Linked DNA regions of Capra hircus: region 1 is linked to region 2. A link is a contact called in public Hi-C data. All regions are on one chromosome and are shown on one strand. Each heading gives the region's core, a stretch centred on a gene start, on an enhancer-like site or on the middle of the called end of the contact. The rest is flanking DNA. Distances are from core to core; before and after follow the strand shown. Region 1 has its middle 7.0 kb from the start of TRNAC-GCA. Region 2 has its middle 22 kb from the start of LEUTX.

The links. A called contact is a pair of places that touch in the nucleus more often than the background predicts.
Region 1: a contact with region 2 is called in a Hi-C map of blood, with 4 times the contacts expected there. The contact joins two enhancer-like sites. A contact is called at or near these places in 4 of 5 Hi-C or Micro-C datasets (blood and liver).

What each region holds. Positions count from the first base shown.
Region 1 is chr18:50,373,005-50,376,862 of ARS1.2, forward strand. No RefSeq gene overlaps it. Among named protein-coding and RNA genes, the nearest start is that of TRNAC-GCA, 7.0 kb to the left of the region's middle. Within about 2 kb of position 1,302, at least 1 of the 5 cell types and tissues checked has an H3K27ac peak or open chromatin away from gene starts, as enhancers often do.
Region 2 is chr18:50,236,935-50,241,217 of ARS1.2, forward strand. No RefSeq gene overlaps it. Among named protein-coding and RNA genes, the nearest start is that of LEUTX, 22 kb to the left of the region's middle. Within about 2 kb of position 2,372, at least 1 of the 5 cell types and tissues checked has an H3K27ac peak or open chromatin away from gene starts, as enhancers often do.

The sequences.
Region 1 (3,858 bases), core at 52-2,551, 140 kb after region 2:
TCTATTTTTTAGTTTTTTTTACACATAAATGAATGTTTAATTTTATTAAATGATACTTCTGCATCTGTCTCAGTTATGTTAACATCCACTGTTGACCATTATCTAGATCTAGGGCTGCCAGGTAAAATACAGGACATTCAGTTAAACTTGAACTTCAGATAAACAAAATTAATTTTCAGGATAAATATGTTCAATATAGGGCTTCCCTGGTGGCAGGAGACCCAGGTTCGATCCCTGGGATGGGAAGATCCCTCCGAGAAGAGAATGGCTACCCTCTCCAGTATTCTTGCCTGGAGAAATCCATAGACAGAGGAGCCTGGAGGGATAGAGTCCATGGGATCAAAAAGAGTTGGACATGACTGAGCAACTAACACACATACATGTTCAATATAACTTTACTACTTATAATTTTATAAGTAGTTCCCATGAAATTTATAGGCCGAATCTGGCAACCTTCCTAGATTTATTATTTCATTAGGGACTTTGCAAAATGGGGGTTGCTAATTTATCATTCTTTCTTCATTTACTAGATACTATATACAGAAACATCTGTACACTAATATACACATACACTACTATGCAGAGAAACATCCCTCATTAATTCCTTGGTTGCCCTGAGTTGCAGGTAATACAGAAAAAACAACTCAAATGCTTCAGTTTTCAGACTTAGCTCTTTCTGAAGGCAAACAAACATTGGGTGTGTGTGTCTGTGTTTAATACTATTACGAATATATAGGTTTTAAACATATTTGCTCTTTCAATTTCCACCTTTGACTAGTAGGAGCCTCCTTGATTTATAGTATGACGAGATGTCATCCTCTTGCCATACTGTACAGTATGCCAGTACAGTATGGCTGACAGTACAGTCAGGCTCATCGCTGTACACTTCCTCACCAAACCCAGAAATCAGTCATTTCTCAAAGAGCTTTGATTCCTACTAGTTTACCTATCTACCGAAAGCCAGCCCTCCCCACAAGGGTTTGTAGCTGCGCTAGGCGGCGGGACTCTGGAGGCTGTTCGTTTCTACCTCTCCCGACGGGCGCCCCCCTACCCCTACCCAGCGGCGTCCTCAGCCCACCCTCGGCGGCTGCCCTGGTCCGCGCGACAGGAGCGATGGCAGGGCTCGCGCGCACGTCCCCGGACTCGCCCGCGCCCGTGGGTCTAAGGAGGCGTCCGTCCAGCCTAAGCCGGGGCCTCGGGTCCAGCGGCGCGACCCCGCCGGAGGAGGGGCGAGGGGAAGGGGGCGGCCCTCGCGGGACCTCTGGGCCTCAGCGCCTCGCCCCCTCCCCTCCCGGCCGGGGCCACGCCCAGGCGCTGGGACGCGGAAAGGGGAGAAGCTGCGGGCAGAGCCGAGGGCCGACGAAACGTGAGGCTATAAGCACCCGCGCCGCGGGTCCTCTGCCACCCCTGGCGCGGGGGCACAGGGATCGGTCGCGGCCCTTTGATCTCGTTGGGAAAAAAAAAAAGAGAGAGAGAAATGTATAAAACATTTGCACGATTCCAAAGCCCAGGTTTTATAATGAGGTATATTCCCAGAGGTCTAGCTGCAGTCTCTGTGCCCGCTATCGCATTTCTTCTCCAGGCCTCCCGGGTGGTCAAGAATCCGGCTGCCAATGCAAGAGACACGGGTTCCATCCCTGATTCGGGAAGATCCCACACGCCACAGGACAGCTAAGCCCCTGAGCCAGCAACTGTTGAGCTTGGAGAACCACAGCTACTGAGCCCACACTGCAGCTACTCAAGTCTGCGCACCCTAGAGCGTGTGCTCTGCAACAAGAGAAGCCACCCCAATGAGAAACCTGCCCTCCGCAACTTGAGAACAGCCCCCGCTAGCCACAACTAGAGAAACGCCTGCACAGCAACGAAGGCCCAGGACAGCCAAAAATTAAAAGAAAAAGAACTGCTGGAAAAAAAGAGTTCTTATTTTCACCTGTAAATAACTATATTTATGGGATTTTTATTCATTTCCAGTGTTTCTCTTTGAAAATACACAAACGTATGTATGTGTGTATTTGCATTTCCCTTCTTTCTTACACGAAAGGTAGCATGTTGCATACACCATCCTACACTTTACTATTTTGTGTAACACTTTATCATGGCGGTCATACCATAACAACATGTAAAGATCTCATTTCTTTTTTAGAGTTGCATAGTACTCTACTGTGTAAATATACCTTAAGTTTATTCAATCATTCCACTATTGATGGATATTTTGGTTTCAAGTATTTTTCTGTTACAAAAAATACTACCATTAACACCCTTGTACTTTCATTATTTTGTATTTTTGTCACTGTATCCTTGTGATAGAACCCTAGAAATGAGAGCAGAATGAGAATTTCTGGATCAAAGGGAATATATAAGTTCTTTAGAAGTGAGAGTGATATGTAAAAAGCTACATGTATGTGACTTTGCTGGAGATTACCAGATCCTCCTCTATATGAGTGAAAGTCATTAAGTTCTTTCTGGCTCTTTGTGACCCCATGAACTGTAGCCCATCAGGCTCCTCTGTCCATGGGATCCTCCAGGCAAGAATACTGGAGTGGGTTGCCATGCCCTCCTCCAAGGGATCTTGCTGACCCAGGGATCCAACCCAGGTCTCCTGCATGTAGGGGGACTCTTTAAGGTTTGTACTATTTTTCATTCCCAACAGCAATATGAGCGTGCCAATTTCCCCACAACATTAGAACAACAAAGTATGTTGTCAATCAGATAAATAAATTATATCTCAGTGTAGTTTTATTTGCATTGTAAGTATTATAAGAGGTCAAGCATCTGCTCATTTGTTTAAGGACTTGTGTTTTCTGTGAATTCTGTTCTTTTGTCTTTTTTTCTCATTGTATTTTTTGCTATGCAAAAATTGATCATTATGTAGTCAACTGTATCTTTTCTTTTACTGCTTCTACATTCTGAATCACAGTTAGCAACTTTCGCCCACTTGAAGATTATAAATCAAGTCATTGTTTTCTTTTAGGATTTTCATAGTTTCATCTTTTAAAATTCAGATCTCTGAGTCTTTTAAAATTTATTCTGATGTATGGTGTAAGGAGTAGATTCAATTTGATCTTTTTCCATATGATTATCCACTTACCCCAGTACTTATTTAAAAAATCCTTCTTTCCTCCAGTGGTTTGAAATGCAACCTTTATTATATACTAAATTTCTATATGCACTTGGGTCTTCTTTCTGAATTTTCTACTATTTTTTTGGTCTATCCATTCATGTGCTAATTCCTCATTGTTGTAATTACAGAAGTGTTATACTATGTTTAACTCTCTGGTCATTACCTACCTGTCATGGTCCTTTTTCTAAGAGCTTTCTTAGCTGTGCTTGTTTACTCTTTCAAATATATTTTTATAATCAACTTTTCTAATTCTAGATAAAAACCTGATGATAGTTTTGAGGGAGTTCCATTGCATTTATAAATCAACTTGGAAAGAATTACTATATTATGTGAGACTTCTATTCAAAGAAATTGGCCTTCCATTCATTCATGTTTACTTTTCCCTCTTTTATGAGTATTTATAATTTTCCTCATATAAGTTTTACAGGTTTCTTGCTAAGTTTCTGCCTGTGTATTTTATTATCATTACTGTTTGCTCTCGCGTATAGGCTGTGCTCTTTTGTGACCTCTTCTGACTGGATACTGCTGAAGGCTGTTGACTTCTGTATATTAATCGTGTGTCATGCTGCTTCACTAAATTCTCCTGTCCATGGTTGCTGTGCACCAATTCTTTTTATTTATTTTTTACTTTGGCCACACCATGCAGCATGCGGGATCTTAGTTTCCTGACCAGGGATCAAACCCATGCCCTCTGCATGGGGAATGCAGAGTCTTAAACACTTGACCTCCAGGAAAGT
Region 2 (4,283 bases), core at 1,122-3,621:
ATTTATCTTTTCAAAAAAACACTATCCCTTGGTTTCATTGACCTTTCTATTATTTTTATCTCTGTTTAATTTACTCTGACTTTTCCTTCCTTCCTTCTGCTGACTTTGGATGTCGCATTTTCTTTTTCTAACTGTTTCAGGTAATAGGTTAGGTTGATTTTTTTTTTTTTCTGGTTTCTTGAGGAAGGCCTATGTCACTCTGAACTTCCCTCTTAGGATTGCTTTTGCTGCGTCCCATAGATTTTGAAAAATTGTGTTTTCATTTTCATTTGTCTCAATGTAAGGGCTTCCCTGGTGGTGCAGAGGTTAAAGCGTCTGCCTGCAATGTGCGAGACCTGGGTTCGATCCCTGGGTCGGGAAGATCCCCTGGAGAAGGAAATGGCATCCCACTCCAGTATCCTTGCCTGGAGAATCCCATGGACGGAGGAGCTTGGTGGGCTACAGTCCACGGGTCGCAGAGTCGGACACGACTGAGTGACTTCACTTTGTCTTGATGTATTTTCTGATCTCCTTGTTAATCCATTGCTTTTTTGTTGTTGTTGTTAAGTACCATGGTGTTTAGTCTCCATGTTCTTTTCCTGTTTTAATTTCTATAGTTGATTTCTAGTTTCATACTGTTGTGGTCAGAAAAAAAATACTTGATATAATTTGTATCCTATTAAATTTGTTGCTTGAATTGATCTCTTACTGTATTGATCCCTATGTCATTAATAGTATAGGCTTTGTCTCAGGCCTATTTGTCTGAGTATGGCCACCCTTGTTTTCTCGTCATTTCCATTTGCGTGGAATCTCTCTTCCCTTCCTCTCGCTTTCAGTCTGTGTGTGTCTTCTGCCCTAAAGTGGTCTCTTGTAGGCAACATGCTGAAAGTCTTTGTTTTATATCCAATCAGCTATCCTATTTCTTTTCTATAGGAGCAGGTAGCCTATTGACCAGAGAAGGCGATGGCACCCCACTCCAGTACTCTTGCCTGGAAAATCCATGGACGGAGGAGCCTAGTGGGCTGCAGTCCATGGGGTCACTAAGAGTCGGACACGACTGAGCAACTTCACTTTCACTTTTCACTTTGATGCATTGGAGAAGGAAATGGCAACCCACTCCAGTGTTCTTGCCTGGAGAATCCCAGGGACGGCGGAGCCTGGTGGGCTGCTGTCTATGGGGTCGCACAGCGTCAGACACGACTGAAGTGACTTAGCAGCAGCAGCAGCCTATTGACATTTAAATTATTCATCAGTATGTGCTTATTTCCATTTCATTCCTTGATTGCCAGTTGTTTCTGTAGTTCTTCTTTGTTCATTTCTTCTTTTTGTTTTTCCCATTGTGGTTTGATGATTGTCTTCTGTAGTATGCTTGAATTCCTTTTTGTTTTTTGTCTATCTGTTGTAGGTTTTTGATTTGTAGTTCCCATGGAGTTCATATATGTTGACCCATAATTGTACCTCTGTGTGTTAGTCACCTAGTCATATCTCTGACTTTGCAACCCCATGAACTGTAGCCCACCAGGCTTCTCTGTCCATGGGAATTCTCCAGGCAAGAATACTGGAGCAGGTTGCATGCCTTTCTCCAGGGGATCTTCCCAACCCAGGGATTGAATTCTGGTCTCCTGCATTGGCAGGTGGATTCTTTACTGTCTGAGCCACCAGGGAAACCTCATGGTTATAACCTACCTGCTTTAAACAGATAACTATTAAATTTCAAACATATTCTAAAAGGTCTAAATTTTTTCTCCTCTCCCTCACATTTTGTTTTTATGTCATATTGTATATCTTCATGCTTATCCTTTTGCTATTTATTGTAGTTACAGTTGCTTTTACAATTTGTTTTGTTTTTTTTCAGTCTACACACTGGCTTAAGTGATCTTCAATCCTTACTATATATTTGCCTTTCTTGGAATTTTTTTCTTTCCTGTTGATGCTTATTTCTCTCCATTTAGAGAAGAACCTTCAACATTTTTTTTAGAATGGGTTTAGTATTGCTGGATTCTTTTAGTTTTTGCTTGTCTTAAAAATTCTTTCTGTCTCTTTCTGTTCTAAGTGATGATCTTGCTGGCGGAAGTATCCTAGGTTGTAGGTTCTTCTCTTTCAGCACTACCATTTCTCTTTCTGGCCTGCAAGGTTCCTGCAGAGAAAGCTGATAGCACTATGGGGATTCTCTTGTATGTGTGTTTCTCATGTTGCCTTGGGAATCCTCTTGATCTTTAACTTTTACCAGTATGTAATGGTTGTGGTTGTCCCAGCTCTAATGCAGGGTTCTGGTGTGGAGTGGGTAGAGCCCGGGCATTTGCCAGCTGGGAGTGGGGCTCATGGCATGGTGGTTGCTGGGGTCCCGGGGGCTGTGCTGCGCTGGAGGCCTGGGCTGCATCCGTGGTGCTGTTGGAGCACCAGCAGTGCTCACTGCTGCCCCACCTGGACTACCCGCAGGCCCTCGGGTTGCCTCTACATCTGTTAGAGCAAGTCTTTTCTCAGCACTTGGCTGCCCTAGATTCAGTCAAGTTGTGGCATGAGGTCAGTAAGCCAGGGTGTTCACTCAGTTAGGATTGGGGAATGTGGCCACATAGGCAGAATACTGTCTGGGATACATCACAGTAATATTTTTTTTTGATCTGTCTCCTAGAGAAATAGAAACAAAAACAAAAATAAACAAATGGGACCTAATTAAACTTCAAAGCTTTTGCACAGCAAAGGAAACGAAACAAAAGGAAAAGACATCTTGGATTGGGAGAAAATATTTACAAATGATGTACTGGATAAGGAGTTAACATTCAAAATATAGAAACAACTCCCACAGCTTAATTGAAAAAAGAACCCCATCAGAAAGAGCAGAAGGCCGGAAACAGACACTTCACCAAAGAGGACATACAGATGGCCCGCAGGCATGTGAAAAGACGTCCAACGTCACAAATTATCAGGGAGAAGCAAAGCAAAACCACCACAAGTTGGTGATCTGGCTGTCATCCTTTGGCTCAGCAGGTGTGGGGATGGTGGGACTATGAGTGGGTGATTGGACCCGGAAAGGTACCTGTAGAGACCCAGTACCTGAACGTTTGGGACAGTGAGCGATCACTATGTCGCCCAGCCCCGAGGTCACTACCAACATTGAGCTCCAGGTGGCGCCATTTGTATATAATATGAAAAGTCCTGCTCAGTGAGGGTGTGGTCCTCTCTTCCATCTGTGGGTGGGTAGCTCTCCTCCGCCCTCTGTACCGGCATGGCTGTTGCTCAGGTTCACAAACCGGTGGATAAACACAAGTGGACACAGGCTGAAACTCAACCAGCTGCTTTCCAGTGGGGATGCTCTATCCAAGTTCCCTGCCTGTTTCCAGCATTGTTGCTCAGAGCTGAGAACTCACTCACCCCTTACCCTTGCTGTCCAATCAGGATGAGGGCTAGATCCTGAGAGGCATTAGCCAGGCAAAGGATATTTTAGGCCAAAAGAATAAAATTTAAGTTAAAATGGAGTTTCTCTTTGGAAGTATTAATGATAATAACTGACATGCAAAAGAGTAAAAAATCTGAATTGACCAATAAGTGAATAAGTTATAAAGGAAGTAAAAAGATCTATACTCTAAGAAAGGCATTAGACTTTAGATTTTAATTAGGTCTAAAGGCATTAGACATTAGATTTATTAACCAACTCATTGTGCATTCAAAGAAAGAATTCCTAGGTTATAGAAAGTGGTCCAGAGAATATGGACATTACTCAAATCATTTTAATTGTTAGCATAAGTCTCTTAACAAATCTAGAAAAACAAAATAGAATAAAATCCAGGTCAATGTCCCCCATAAATGGAAGGAAAATTTCCAGATAAAATACTAACAAATTGAGCTCAGCAATGTTTTGACAAGTACTCAAAATAACTGATAGGGTTGCTTTCAGAAATACAGAAATACCTCAGTGTTAGAAACTTCGTCAGTGCATTCCAGCACATTCACGTGCTGAAGATGGAGTAACACTTCGATCATCTTGAGAGATGCAGAAATGCTGCAAAGTTAAGGCAGAAGTCTGAAATTCAGTCATCTCCTCCCTTGACTGTTCTTCCAGCAGTAGGAACAGAAAGCTGGAGCACAAATTCATCTTTTTTTAAAAAGTTTGAGAGAGGACAGCTGAGGGTGTCTGAATCCTCAACTACCTTGACTGCAGATGGCAAAAAAGGGAGAGCTGTGGGGAGAGAGGGTGAGAGACACTGGAAAAGTGATTGAGGCAGAGACACGGAAATGTAGAAATGGAGCAGAGACAAGAGCAGAGGGAAGGACTGAGGCTCAGAGAGAGGGGGTCCTCAGAGACA